Regions from separate parts of the Mus musculus genome. Here regions 2 and 3 are each linked to region 1. The links are chromatin contacts, called in public Hi-C and HiChIP or PLAC-seq maps. All regions are on one chromosome and are shown on one strand. Each heading gives the region's core, a stretch centred on a gene start, on an enhancer-like site or on the middle of the called end of the contact. The rest is flanking DNA. Distances are from core to core; before and after follow the strand shown. Region 1 holds the start of Got1 (glutamic-oxaloacetic transaminase 1, soluble). Region 2 has its middle 10 kb from the start of Gm34636. Region 3 overlaps Gm34636 (a long non-coding RNA gene).

The links. Hi-C and Micro-C count contacts between places; a contact is called where the count stands out from the background. HiChIP or PLAC-seq counts read pairs in DNA pulled down with a chosen protein or histone mark.
Region 2: a Hi-C map of pre-megakaryocyte-erythroid progenitors shows a contact between it and region 1, with 1.7 times the contacts expected there. The contact joins the enhancer-like site here to the promoter of Got1 in region 1. A contact is called at or near these places in 2 of 15 datasets of contacts at CTCF or cohesin (CD8 T cells and embryonic stem cells), 20 of 484 Hi-C or Micro-C datasets (3T3-L1-derived adipocytes, the AML12 cell line, the N1E-115 cell line and 10 more), 10 of 115 datasets of contacts at active chromatin or transcription factors (CD8 T cells, the SCID.adh cell line, bone marrow-derived dendritic cells and 5 more) and 2 of 9 other capture datasets (adipose tissue and liver).
Region 3: a contact with region 1 is called in an HNF4G HiChIP or PLAC-seq map of pancreatic cancer cells. The contact joins the enhancer-like site here to the promoter of Got1 in region 1. A contact is called at or near these places in 2 of 15 datasets of contacts at CTCF or cohesin (CD8 T cells and embryonic stem cells), 38 of 484 Hi-C or Micro-C datasets (3T3-L1-derived adipocytes, the AML12 cell line, the Ba/F3 cell line and 21 more), 10 of 115 datasets of contacts at active chromatin or transcription factors (CD8 T cells, the SCID.adh cell line, bone marrow-derived dendritic cells and 5 more) and 2 of 9 other capture datasets (adipose tissue and liver).

What each region holds. Positions count from the first base shown.
Region 1 is chr19:43,523,230-43,526,075 of GRCm38.p6, reverse strand. Got1 (glutamic-oxaloacetic transaminase 1, soluble) reads left to right here and starts at 1,471. Exons shown (of 9, transcript NM_010324.2): 1 at 1,471-1,738. The coding sequence starts at 1,621.
Region 2 is chr19:43,577,646-43,580,491 of GRCm38.p6, reverse strand. No RefSeq gene overlaps it. Among named protein-coding and RNA genes, the nearest start is that of Gm34636, 10 kb to the right of the region's middle. Within about 2 kb of position 1,366, at least 22 of the 459 cell types and tissues checked have an H3K27ac peak or open chromatin away from gene starts, as enhancers often do. A contact at or near this core is called in pancreatic cancer cells and pre-megakaryocyte-erythroid progenitors, where this site is marked.
Region 3 is chr19:43,559,498-43,562,343 of GRCm38.p6, reverse strand. The region is part of intron 1 of Gm34636 (a long non-coding RNA gene); the gene reads left to right. Among named protein-coding and RNA genes, the nearest start is that of Gm34636, 8.1 kb to the left of the region's middle. Within about 2 kb of position 1,458, at least 24 of the 459 cell types and tissues checked have an H3K27ac peak or open chromatin away from gene starts, as enhancers often do. A contact at or near this core is called in the C2C12 cell line, the HL-1 cell line, embryonic fibroblasts and 2 more, where this site is marked.

The DNA.
Region 1 (2,846 bases), core at 222-2,721:
GGACCTTCCGTATTAGCTTGTGACTCTTAGGGGAAAACATTAATGAAATGCTTTGGGCAGTTTCCTTAAAAAAACAAAACAAAACAAAAACAAGGCGATGTTTCTGGAAAGAAAAAGACAGAAAAGCTTAGCAAGTAGTGCTCAAAGTTCGATGGCTTTTGTTTATCCTCTGAACCGAAAACTCGTGAAGATTTATCATGTTACCCAAAGGAAGCCATGATGCTGTTTTCTCGCAAAATACCAAGGAATTGGCGCCTTCCAGCATTGGGTGAATATGTAGTGGAAGAAACGGAGGGAGGTTTGCCAGATCCCAGGCAAAGCATCATGCCATCTAGGAGGGGGTGTGGACCCTGCGCCATAACAAAGCTAGTATTTAGAGAGCACTTACTGTATGCAACTAAACACTTTATGTGTCTTAACTCACCTAATCCCCACAACAACCTGGAGGAAAACACTATTATCTCCATCTTACAGAGCAGGAACAGGCCTGCCCAAGTAGGTCAGAGTCAGCCGGCATCTAAACCTAACTTGCCTGGCTCCAGAGTTAGGTTCCTACTCATCAGGAGGCTTTCTAAACTTGTAACGTCGACAACAAAACGCCCAAGTACAGGAAAGAGAGATGTCTAACCAAACAGCGTGTTAAGAGGTTTTATGGATGGCTGACAGATGTGAAATCTTCAAGGTCAACAGGTGGAGAAAGGATCTGGACAGAAATAGACTCTCAGGGGAAGGAGCAGCCTGACCTGACAGAAAGAAGCAGCAGTTTGGGTGTGTGCCAATCGATGATGACAGCACGCGTGGGAGGAATGCTGCAGAGAGAGGCTTCGCTAGATCCTTCAAGGTCCTTTAGGGCTAGGCTTTCCCGGCCCCGGTTATCTACCGGGGCTGGGGGTTGGTGTTAAAATTCTCAAGCTAGTATGTGCTCATCCCTTACTTTCTGCAGGGTCTCCCCTGCCAGCGATCAAGGAAGACAACACATCCAGGTTTCTTTCTGGGGAAGCACTGAGTGGAGACAGTCAAGGTCACCCACGATTGGGTACAGTGTGTCCAAGCGGACCACTAGAGTCCTGTGCCAGACACTTGGCTGTCAGCCGGGCCTGGCCAACGCAGGAACGTGCGCACCGCCGGAGCCTGGCGGCGACAGTCACCTGCTCAGCGGGTACAGAAAGACCTGTTCTCTGCTTTCCCCACGGGCGGGCCACCGCCCCAGGTCTCCAGGCCCCAGAAGGTCAGGAGGTTGTCCTCTGGGGACTCCCGCCACCCGCACCATCCTCATCACCCCAAGGAATAAAAGCCTCAGCGATTGGAACACGCTACGCCAATCATCCTAGCCTCTGCCCACACCTCCTCCGGTGTACATTGCATTGGTTGCATCATACAAGCCTCCGATAAGATCCTCTTCTCGAATTGGCTAGTAGAGGCTTGCCCCGCCTAACCCTTCTTAGTCGGAAGGTTGTGATTGGTTAAGCGCGTTGCCAAGCTCCGGACGCGGCTCGACCATTGGAAGCCGCGGGCTGCCCCGCCCGCCGGCGAAGGTGAGAGTCTCCTCCAGTCACCGGACCCCGCACCGCACAGAGCTGCTCCCGGCTCGTTCTCGAGGTCTCGGCACATTCTGTCGCGATGGCGCCTCCATCAGTCTTTGCCCAGGTTCCGCAAGCTCCTCCGGTTCTGGTCTTTAAGCTCACTGCGGACTTCCGGGATGATCCAGATCCCCGCAAGGTTAACCTCGGCGTGGGAGGTAAGGATGCAGTGCCTTGGAATGCGAGCAGCCTGGGGGGAGGTGGGCGTAGGAGGAGCTGAGATTTAGTTTGTGTCTCCCTGAGAGGAGCCCGAGGAGAGAAGGTTGGGACCACGAGGACATCACCAACCTACCCATTTTGCAGATGGCGATACAGAGTCCTTGGAAAGAGGGGGTGTTCAAGGTCACGCAGAACAGGTGTAACATCTGGGACACAAATGTTGTTTTTGTTTCTCCACCCAGTGTTCTTTATAGTACTTGTTCTAAAGCAACGATGGGGATGGTAAGGAGAGAGAAGTATGGTAGCTTTAGCGTCTCGTGGTCAACTGGAACTGGGAATGAAAGAGCTGTTAGCCTAATGGAGCTGTAGTCCGGGTTGAGCGAGTAGCAGACGCCACTTAGGAAGCCTGTTAACCCACATGGGGAAGATGTAGGTTTGGTTTATTCTCAGAGTGGAGCAGATGAGGCGAAGCCCATGCATCTCAGGCCACACACATCTGGGTCTTCATTTCTTGATCATTTGCCTTGAACCAAGTTAGCCTTCTGCCAAGGTCGTTTGTGTTGTAGTTTCTAAAGCCCTTTAACTCGAGCCTCCGGCGACTTCGTCATCACTGTTTGGATGTTTGAAGCTCTACAGAGCTTGGTGTGCATTTGGCCACGTGCAGAGGCCAGCCGAGGAGAGAAGAGTGAGCAGACTGATGCTCTCAGCAGGGAACCAACCGGAACTGAAAGCGCTAGAAGGTTAGAAAGAAGAAATGGAGTTGTTTTGAAGCAGAGGGTGACGTTAAGGGGATTCAGAATCTAGGTTCTTAGAGAGGATGTGCAAATATAGCCCTAGTGTCTCTGTCTCTCTGTCTCTGTCTCTCTCTCGCTCGCTGGCTCTCTTTCATCTAGGTTCTTAGAGAGGATGTGCAAATATAGCCCTAGTGTCTCTGTCTCTCTGTCTCTGTCTCTCTCTCTCTCGCTCGCTCGCTCGCTCGCTCTCTTTCATCTAGGTTCTTAGAGAGGATGTGCAAATATAGCCCTAGTGTCTCTGTCTCTCTGTCTCTGTCTCTCTCTCTCTCTCTCGCTCTCTTTCATCTAGGTTCTTAGAGAGGATGTGCAAATA
Region 2 (2,846 bases), core at 117-2,616, 55 kb before region 1:
TAACCGTGTAATCAAACCTCAAACCCCTGCCCCTTGTGGGTGTTGCCTGTGTGTGGATGACAGAAGACCTCCTTGACTGTCATCCTCAGAAGGATCTCCCATTGGCCTGGAGCTCTCCAGTCAGGCTAGGGTAGCTGGCCAGTGAGCGCTAGGGATCTTCCAGTCTCAGCCTTCCCAGTGCTGGGATTTATAATCATGACCAAACACCCACCATTTTTACATGGGGTTAGGAACTGACATTACTAACTGAGCTAGCCCTCCATCCCTAACATAATATTTTTGCCACTACCCACATTGCATTTTTAAAAAACATAATTACATTAAACATGTTTAGTGTAAGCATGTACTAACTATAGGCTCAGGCCGTTTTTCTGCTTTGCCCCACCCTTGGCTTTCCCTGAGGCTGCAGGAAGTGTTGGTCTCTGCCATGACTATGGATACGTGGGTGAGCTTAGGCACGTCCTCGTGTGGACTCAGTGACCATCTGATAATGGTACCTGCCGTGTTTGAAGATGGTGAGCAGCCTTTTTCACATGTGTGTTCAACCGTATGTGTGGTCTCACTTGCACGACTTTAATCCCAGCACTCGGGTGGCAGAGGCAGGCAGATTTCTGAGTTCAAGGCCAGCCTGTTCTACAAAGTGAGTTCTAGGACAGCCAGGGCTATACAGAGAAACCCTGTCTCGAAAAACAAAACAAAACAAACAACAACAACAAAAAACAAACAAACAAAAAAAGAGTTTCAAACTCCAGAAAACAAGAAGCTATGCTAAGTTTTACAGTAGTGCGTATGACATAGCTCCTGTGGTCGCCTGATAAACACTTAGTGAGGCCGGTTGTTCCTTCTCCTTTTCTAACCTCACATTACCATTGCAATATCACTGTAAGAAGTTTCACTTTACAGTCAGGTGGTGTCCAAAACCAGTCACTCCCACAGAAGCACCCACAGAGCTCGGAGAGCCATTCCAGAGGGTCCAAGCAACTTCTGTGAAGTTACCCAGTTTCTCTTCAGCCTCACCCCAGCCTCAGGGTGATGGACATTCCATCCGAGGGAATGATTCACAGAGAACTTAATCCTAGTAATACCTTAGATTTGCTGGGCACTTTATGCATTTCATGGTACTTTCACACGAATTATCCTCACAACCACCGGAGAAGTGTATTGGACAGGCGCTAACCCTGCTTTATTGATGAAAAACCCAGGCTCAGAGAAGACATGAGCTCTGCTGAAGGTCGCATGGTGAGTCAGCAGTGCAACTGGGAAAAAGACCAACAGCCATGGATGATTAACCAGACGAGGATAGAACCGAAATCCTTTAAAACAACCACAGAAGGATTAATCGGGCAAATGCCTGAGCAGGCAGCCACAGTTTATTGAGTACCTACTATGTCCCAAGCACGATAAGAGATGCTTCATGTATATTGCCATATCCCAGGCCACAAAACTGTATGGGGTCATGATTATATGGGGAAAGTGACATTAAAAAATATAATTTAAATATAATTACATCATCTCCCCCTCCCCTTTCCTCCCTCCGAACCCTCCAGTATATCCCTCCTTGCTCTCTTTTAAATGCATGGCCTCTATTTTGTAGGGTCGAGGTGTCCTGGGCTTCCCCATGTATGTTACATGGCTTTCGTTGTGTCCTTGCTGAGCTCAAATTTAGGCAGCCATGTCGCAGAGACTGTATAGGTGTCGCTTCCAACGTTCCCAGAGACACCATCTCATGGCAAACTCTCTGATCCTCTGGTCCCTACAATCTTTCCACTTCCTCTTTCCCAGTGACCCCTGAGCCTTAGGTGTGGGAGTTGTGTTTCAGATGATAAACGAAATATTTTTTTTAATCAGCATACTTACAAGAGTATTACTAAGAATCCCCAAAGATGAGTAACTTATTCCAAGTACTAAAAGGAAATACATTTACCACCCTTTTAATTTTGTTTTTAATTAATTTATTTGAAAAAAAGAATCTAGGGCTGGTGAGATGGCTCAGTGGGTTAGAGCACCCGACTGCTCTTCCGATGGTCCAGAGTTCAAATCCCAGCAACCACATGGTGGCTCACAACCATCCGTAACAAGATCTGACTCCCTCTTCTGGAGTGTCTGAAGACAGCTACAGTGTACTTACATATAATAAATAAATAAATCTTCAAAAAAAAAAAAAAAAAGAAAAAAAGAATCTGCATGAGGGAGATGTAGGGGAGGCTGATGTTGGAATGTAAAGTGAATAAATAAATAAATTTAATAAAAAGGAAAAAAGATTTATATATACCCAATGTAGAACGGTTTGATAGAGCTAACTAATGTATCTACTTCCTCATATACTTATTTTAAGAGACCATTTTAATTATATTATTATATTTATATAATCTTTTAAATAAATAAATGTATTTATTATGTTTTTATATATTATTAGCATATATTAATTGTATAGATTAATGGACTCTACTGTGATATTTCCATATATGCATATATCATGCGTTGATCATTTCCATTTGCCCTTCTTTCTATAGCCCCTCTCTTCCCTCCCTTGGTACCCTTTTTAGACCCTAGAGGTCCTTTTATACTTTCAGATCTGCTTTTGCTTTAGTTAGTTAGTTTTTTGAGATTCGGTCTCAGGTAGCCCAGGCTGTCTCTGAGCTCCCTCGACAGGAGAGGATGGTCTTGAACTCCCGATCCATTGCAGATGCATCCACCATGCCTAGCTTCTTTTGTTTTGTTGGTTTCCACCCATGAGAGAGAACACGGGACATTTGCCTTTCTGTGTCTCTCAGTTTGCTTAGCATGATGCTCGACAGTTCCATCCATTTTCCTGCAGCTGACAGGACTGTGTTCTTCTTTAGGGC
Region 3 (2,846 bases), core at 209-2,708, 36 kb before region 1:
AGATTTTTGCAAGGTGTGGCCACTGAAGGACTCAAATCAACAAGGGCATTAGGATGCCTGAGGAAGTTTCTGGAGAGGACAAGACCCTTACACACTGGACTGCTCTGTCAAGGTACACAAAGGCCCAAGGTGAGCCACACAAGAGATGGGGGTTTCCTCACATAGACTCTCAGTGACATTTAATAGGAAGGGAAAGACATCAAAGTTAAGGATGTCTGGTGGGATAAGCCAATTCAGAGCAGGTTTTTGATAGCGGAGTTCCTCTCTACCCATTGCAGGCCAACATCCCTGCCAGCGTTCTGAGAGGGATGCCGTCTGCAATGCTTGCTGAGTTCACTCAGTGTATCTACATCCAGCCAGCCTCTCCATCTGCTTCATTTTCTGTGGCGCATCTAGCTCTTGAGAGGGACACATTTAGAACAACTCTGATGTCATAAGGAGGGGTAGGGGTTAATCTTTCACAGAAAAAGTAAGAATGGAAGGTAGATCAGGGTTTTGCAATGGCTACCATTTGATAATAATATTGCAATTGATAATAATGTTGCAATCGATAATAACATTGTGATCAATAATAATATTCAATTGCAAGGAAAGCCTGGAACAGAGAAGCAAACAATGGGTTTTCAAGAAACTCTAGGAGAGCTAGATACCACATGAGGAATTCTAAGAATGTTTAATCTCTAGGTCTTTTACTGCTGTGTGTAGCTTTATGTGGAGGCACAATAAGACAAGAGGTCGGGCTGGAAAGATGGCTCAGCGGTTAAGAGCACTGACTGCTCTGCCAAAGGTCCTGCGTTCAATTCCCAGCAACCACGTGGTGGCTCACAACCATCTGTGATGGGATCTGATCTGATGCCCTCTTCTGGTGTGTTTGAGGACAGCTACAGTGTACTCAGATACATTAAATAAATAAATAAATAAATAGTCAGAATGAAATAGCCTCCATTCAGCCAGGAAGCTTCTTGCCCAAGAGCAGCCATGGCAATCCCCCTTGGGTTCTGCTTTGTAGCACACAGAGCCTCTGAAGCAGCAGAATACATTTCTAAAAGCCCAAACACACTGCATTCTACAGTGCTTCAGGACGTCTTTAGAATTCCACAGCAAAGAGATAATTATTTAATGAAACTATCTTTTTTTTTGTTTGTTTCTTTTTTTTTTTTTAAAAACAACTGTCAAAGTAACTCACCCTAAAACCAAAAGAGGCGCTTTGAAGTGAAATCAGGGCGCACACACCCAGATCGAAAGGCCTCTAGAGTTTTTAACGTGGGTGGGATCTGAGTTGCTGACACTATGTATCAGGAGAGCAGTGGTTCCCAGCCACCACCGGATGGGTTCTTTTTCAAATGTGTTTCTGCAATCAGTCATTTATCTTAGGTTGTCAGCCTCTGTTCCTGTCTATAGTTCTCAATTCAATGGGCATGCTGGACTGTTAGGATGACCAATAACATTCCAGAAATTTCTGTGATGTCAGCAAATGTAAATCATAATGACTGGTCTGATACACCCAGGGCCAGTGAATGGAGCTGATACCATTCTATTCAAAAGGAAAGAGACTTGACTTTCAGTTAACCCAGTCAACCCAACCATAGATAGGGAGTTGGGCCTTCATGCTATCAAACTTAAGACACGAACCATTATTAACTGATTTTGTAATTGCCTCAGGGGTCCAAGTCTCTGAGAAAAGGAACTTCAACATTTGAATCTTCTGAAAACTTCCAGCTTTTGATAACTGTTGGAAGTTTTAGAATTGACTACTTTTGAATCTCTAAGCTGCACAGCCAGTGGCAGCATTCAAGCTTCTGTTCCCACTGTGTGCCTGTGGCAGACATCTCTAATCCATCACCGCATTCTTTTCCACTGAGCCATGCTCTTAATACAGCACTCCAAGCAACCAATGAATCAGATGCTAAAAACAAAATTAGCTTCCCTTTCCTGCTTGGCCTGCTTTTGTAGGTGATGTGTTCATGAGGCAAGTATGAGAGAGAGGCTCAGAGTTCCCTTAATGAAGACAGCAGATACAGGCAATCAAGGATCTAAGAGGTAGAAATACGTGGGAATAAACATGTGACCTCTCAAAGCTGGACAGATGGCTCAGTGGTTAGGCACACAGATACATTGGGTCCCGAGCAGCACCCATGTCAGTGGCTCACGGCCACGTGTTATTCCAGCTTCAAGGGTCTCATATACAGACACATGCACAAACGTGGACATGTGCACATACGTATAACTTTAAGAAAAATAAATCTTTAAAAATATGACTCCTCTCCCATCCTCAATGACATGACAGTTGATCATCAATGCAAATCTTCATTTTTTGCCTCCTGTGACCGTTTCTGAAGCACGGGTACAAGGATCACACAGAAGGGACCAGAGTGGCTAGAAAAGTACAGAGCAAGAACAAGTCTGGGCTGCGGAAATGTCTAGAGCCATCTTGGGATAATGTGGATGTCACCCCTACATGGCCACAGAGTTCGGGGATCTTGGTCTCATGTAGGTTCCTTGGAGCTTAACTGCTCAGTAAAAAAGGCAATGAAGGCGTTCTCCTGTATCCAAGGCCAAAGAGAAGATAAGTGAAGAAGACAAATGAGCAGGAGGTGGCATGAGGGGAGCACTCAGGATGCTGAGGCAGAGGAGGTTAGTAAGATCAAGGCTAGCTTGTGATATCTGCCTCGGAAAAGAGAGTAACCTTTGTGTGTCTAGGAAGTTATAGAGCAGGAAGATGAAGCTGGCTTGAAAACTCCCCCTGCCTCCATCTGTCTAGCGCTCTTTCTGATGTATGTGAGCTTCTTGCATCGAGATGTAAACAGTGGCAGGCAGTCAATGTGAGGCCAGAAAATTATCTCAAA